Regions from separate parts of the Ovis aries genome. Here region 1 is linked to region 2. The links are chromatin contacts, called in public Hi-C maps. All regions are on one chromosome and are shown on one strand. The core of a region is the stretch at or near the end of the contact, and the rest is flanking DNA. Distances in the headings are between cores, read along the strand shown.

Region 1 (2,700 bases), core at 82-2,581, 110 kb after region 2:
CCACTCAGTGAGAAGGAACCACGATGCCAGTGGTTCTCCAATGCTGCTGTGTAAGAAAACTTCCTGGAGAGCTTGTTGGAAATCAGATTCCAGGAGTCTGTATTTTTACCAAGAACTTCAGGTTATGGTGATGTAAGTGATCTGAGGTCTACACGTTGAGAAACCTGCCAGTAAGTGGAACTATTCAGAAGAGAAAGATCATTCACAAGAGAAGAGCCCTACGGCAGTGGAATGTGAACTGAGTAATATAAACCCGACCGACCTGTAATTAATTCCCTATAATTCACAAATCCACATTAAAAAGCTGAGTAAGAGTAGAGGGATTTAATCACACCTCCTCCTTAACCCTCTTTATGGAGATTTGAGTTTGCCTCAATCTAGTAATTTGGAGAAAACATGAATTTAAGCAGAGTTTTATTTCCAATAATAGGGATAAGCATTAAGAAAAAGGAAATTGCTAGTCAATTGCAAAAAAAAAAAAAGCTAAGAGACACAAACATTTCAGGGAACTAACTTGCTACCACTTGTTTTATGCCCTATTTCACAATGCTTAGTATCTGAACAATCCACAGGGTTCCAAAGTACATCAAAAATGTGTTCATTTCCTCTCTTACTCAGGCAGAATAATAATAGACTTTTGTGAAGGTACCATGTGCCTCAGAAATTTCAATAGATACATTCTTAAATAAATAGCCTTCAAAAACAATTCTATCAGAAATTCACCCTACTGCAGCTACTTATAGAAGTCTTAAATAGCTTTTGGACCATCACTAAATTAGTGTCCTTCATTTCTGAATTTGGATTACCTAAAGTTTTGGGGTTCTTTACAACTGTCCTACAGAAAGAACTCAATACTGAAAAATGTTTTTCTTCTTTTGTTATAAGCAAACTCAAAAATAACATGTTTCAGGTGAACTATTAAAAATTTAGAAACAAAACACAGTATTTTGTTCTCCATAATAAGTAGAAATCATAACTTTAGGGGGGGTACTAAGCTTCTGCACCTTAAGTCATATAAAAAATAAGGGTATCCCAACAAATATACTCCTATTTCAGACAGTAAGAGTAGCACTACATATACCAGCCGGCCTGCTGGCTCCATGGTCCCATTTCATACCCTCAGATCCTGTCCACTACATAAACTCTGAGCCTGGTCTTCATCCTTTCAAAGGGATTAGTAAAAACTGTTTCCCCGATGACAGAATTGAGATTTTCCAGACGCATTTTTGGCACGGTACTTGTTTTTTATTATCTATACTTTTTATTGCACTTGTTTTATTTGGACGTCCCGACCACGTAAACATTAAGAGCAGGATGCCAGCAGATAAAGCACAAAGAAACGCAACTATTCGGAGTCGCATCTGTTTAAATTTTCAGGCTGGTGCTGCCTCCAGAATAGCACCGAGGATGGCAAAGTTCTAAAGGAAACTTTCATTTTCAGAGGCTATCAAAAAATCTCCAGAGCCTTCAACTCAACACAGACGCCCCTAATGGTTTTCTTCAAAAACAAAGCCTTTAGTATGAATCACAACAAAAGATGCCCATAGGAAATGTAATCTACGAAGGTGCTTCCTAATCCAAAAGGCAAACAAGAAGAGGGAAAGGCGCAACCCCATTCCTCGTCGGTTACCTTTTCCTGGGGATTCTGACTGCATTTTCCTCGGTCAAGCCAGACAGAGCCTGGTAACTGTGGCTTCGGTCCACACTGTAAAACCGTGTCAGTGCGTAAAGAAGGGGAAAAGGAAGCGGCCGACACCGGGAACGCGCTCCCCCCTTGAAAGGATGAGCCGCTTTCTGTGAAATACCACCGGAGTCAAGTCAGTCCCAGCTGGAGGACGCGGGGCCAAAACGGCATTGACTGCCCTTCACTGACAGGGTAGGTTGTTTTTTGTTTTTTTTTTTTTGCGGGCGGAGGAGAGAGAAGGGATGAGCCGGGGAGGAGAGGCCGGGCATTCCGGATCCCCGGCAGGCTGGCGGGGAGGCGAGGCTCGGCCGGCCCGCCCCACTCGGGCGACCGCGGGCAGCGAGGTCAGCCCTGCAAGGGACCCCACTGCCCCGCGTGCCCCTGGAGAAAGGACGGGACCTCCCCCCAGCTCGGCGGGCCACGGCGACCGATGCCCATTCAACCCCCAGAAGCCCGTCCCGCGGCCGCCGCCCACCCCCCAGCCTCGGTCCGCCGCGGAGCCCCGGCCTCCCGGCGCGTGCCAGCCGGCCGCCACCACCACCACCCACCCAGCCACCCCCGGCGGCTCGGGAGGATGGGAAGGACGAGTCACAGGGCGCCTCCCGGGCGTGCGGCTCAGGGTGAAGGGCGCCGGGAGGGACGCGCACACCGGCCCCGGGGTCGGGGCTGGGGGGTGGACTGGCGTCCCGGGCGGCCATCGCGCCCACCCTCGCCCCGGCCGCCTGCCGGGTGCAAGGCAGGCCGACGCGGTCCAGCCCTCTCCTCACCTCATCTCCAGGCGGGTCCACGCTGCCGCCTCAGGGGGACAAAAAAAAAAATCAGTGCAGCTCAGTCGCCGCGGAAAGGGGACGCAGGAGCCGCAGCCCCGCACACCATCCCCGCCCGCCTCTCGGGGCGTCCGGGAGTCCGCCCGGGATTCTCCCTCGCGAGCCGCCGTACTACCGAGCAACCAAGCTGCGCGCCCTCCCGTCTCCACCTCAGCTCTCGGCCTCCCTTCGCTCCTCTCCCTCAGTCCC
Region 2 (2,700 bases), core at 140-2,639:
TCCTGCAGAAACCATTCTAGTTAATATTTAACTGTAAAGAATCCTACAGGATTTAGGCAATGCTCATCAATAGCTACTAAAAATCATTACAGAGAACCCCCTGGTGATCCAGTGGATAGGACTCTGCTTTTCCGTTGTAGAGGGTACAGGTTTGATCCCTTGTTGGAGAGCTAAGCTCTCGTAAGCCATGCGGTGCAGCCGAAAAAACAAAAAATTAATGACAAAATAGAGAAACAATTGTGTGCCTCATGATAAAAGTACTCAGTATCATCTCTGATGCACTTTGCAAAAAAAAAAAAAAAATCAAATTTGAATCTGACAAGTGGTTCTCCTCAGATCTGAATCAGCAGTTCTCAAACACGGATTGATTTGGTACTGCAAAGAACATCTGTCAGTGTCTGGAGACATTTGTGATTGTCACATGTAGGGGGTGGGGATCATACTACTGGAGTTGGAAGAGGCCAGAGACACTACTTAACCAGCAAAGAGTTATCATGCCAAAAATGTCAACAGCACTGAGGTGGAGAAACTCTACCTTAGATCTAATTTCCAATCTAAAGGAGATACAAGAATAAATTAACACCACAAGGGTGTAATCAGCTAAAGGTGGGCTGCAAGAAAGCATAGGACAAATGATCTGGGGGTTTTTTTGGTGGGGGTGGGCAAGGGAAAGGGGAGAATAAGACCAGGGGAAATTTATAGGTTAAAGGAGACTTAAAAGGTGTATCAATCATCTGTTACAAAATATAGATTTATTTTAGTCCTGACTTGAACAAATCAACTATAAAAAATTGTGAGACAATCTAAGGATTTAAACACCATCTGATTAACTTAATGATAAGAATTCCTATTAACAGTTTTAAATGGACTTTCAGTATTATGGTCATGTAGAAAAAAAATTCCTATGTCTTCTGAAGATACAGGCTGAAATATTTGCAGATGGAAATGATATAATGACTGAGATTTGGCTTAAAATAAGTGAAAGGGGGAGGGGACAGGCAGGACTAGCCATGAGGGGCATTTATTTAGGATGTGTTATGAGTTCTTGAGAATTCACTATAGTAATCTCTCTGCTTCTGTATTTTTAAAAACCAAAAGGGGGAAGTAAAAGGGACAACTTTAAATCATTTTAGCTACTGAATCACTGTGAGTTAAAACTCACTGAAAAATTAAGCATACTCCATATATCACCTCTTATAAATAACGGTGTCAATCTAAAGACTCATGAGGCCCTATCTATTTAAGAAATAAAATTTCCACTTTATATAAACCAAGGAACTTTTTATTCCTTACCATATTGAAGCCAGCTGAGCTTGTGGTAAACTTGATTGCATAAGAATAGTTCTTGCTTGGGGACCTAAATGAAAGCCAGGGTAAAAAATAAAGATGAATCAGCAAATCTTCACTGTCTAGGAAGATCAATGTTCTGCACACAGGTACTATCCAATCTCATGCAATCACAGTGCTTTAAACAATATTTGCTATTACCCAATGGGCTTTTCAATAAGGAAATTAAGTCCCAGTGAAAAAAGGAAAAAACGCAAAGCATAGCACCTGGCACACAGCCAATAAATTTTTGTTAAATAGATGTTTAATGAGGAATGAGTATGTAAAAAATTAGAGTTTCAATATATAACCTGCCCTTTGGCCCAGGTGACCATCTCTATCTGTATCAGGTTTTTATTCACAAAGCTGAAATGTGTCCTCTCTAAATGCAATATCATCTGCCACCCCCTGCCACCTCCATCATGATGACTCTCATATTTAGACAAGAGTCAGAGAATCTCAAAAGAGGAAGGGACCTTAGAGAAAACTCTTCTACCATTTCATTATGCAGACTTAAAAAAAAAATTTGCTCATGGTTGCATAAATGGCCAATATCACAGCCATTTCCTAGGTTTGTGATAAAGAAGAATTCCTGGAATTTCAACTTTCCTCTCAAAATTAGCTGTCATTTCTTAAAATACTTGTGTATATATCTTCATTTCTGGCAAGAAACTAGCTTTAGATACCAGGAAGCCTACAATGGAAGATTTTGAATCTTTAAATAAACTAGTGTTAAGAAGAGAGCAACAAATGTCTCATGTCCTTCAATGATTTCCAAGGGATGGGCCCAGGATGACAGGTAATACATCAAGGAATGCAAAGTGGTAGTAATTATGCTGGGAAGATTACCATGTGTAACATTTTGCTTGGTCTTTGGTATACTGGAATGAGCAAAGTTCACCGATCATTTTATTTAGTCTCTAACACTGTATTTAGAGGGCTTCCCTGGTCCCTGGGTCGGGAAGATCCCCTGGAGAAGGAAATGGTAACCCACTTCAGTATTCTTGCCTAGAGAATCCCATGGACAGAGAAGCCTGGTAGGCTGCAGTCCACGGGGTCGCAAAGAGTCGGACATGACTGAGCGACTTCACTTTCTTTCACTTTCTGGTGGCTGAAATGGTGTCTGCAATGCAGGAGACTGGGGTTCGATTCCTGAGTCGGGAAAATCCCCTGGAGAAGCGAATGGCTACCTACTCCATTATTCTTGCTTGCAGAATTCCATGGATAGAGGAGCCTGACAGGTTACAGTCCATGGGGTTGCAAAGAGTCAGATATGACTAAGGGACTAACTCTCTTTCACTGCATTTAGAATACTGGCAATATTAAAGTAGAATCAGTATAAGTTTAGTGAAAGCTTTCATTCATACTTGTAAC

Evidence for each region. A called contact is a pair of places that touch in the nucleus more often than the background predicts.
Region 1: a contact with region 2 is called in a Hi-C map of liver, with 1.7 times the contacts expected there. The contact joins the promoter of CRYZL1 here to the enhancer-like site in region 2.

What each region holds. Positions count from the first base shown.
Region 1 is chr1:122,553,589-122,556,288 of ARS-UI_Ramb_v3.0, forward strand. It overlaps CRYZL1 (crystallin zeta like 1), which reads left to right and starts at 1,332. Exons shown (of 13, transcript XM_012186074.5): 1 at 1,332-1,876. ITSN1 (intersectin 1) reads right to left here. Exons shown (of 42, transcript XM_060416066.1): 1 at 2,452-2,700.
Region 2 is chr1:122,446,217-122,448,916 of ARS-UI_Ramb_v3.0, forward strand. It overlaps ITSN1 (intersectin 1), which reads right to left. Exons shown (of 42, transcript XM_060416066.1): 12 at 1,294-1,357. Among named protein-coding and RNA genes, the nearest start is that of CRYZL1, 110 kb to the right of the region's middle. Within about 2 kb of position 1,390, at least 2 of the 54 cell types and tissues checked have an H3K27ac peak or open chromatin away from gene starts, as enhancers often do. A contact at or near this core is called in liver, where this site is marked.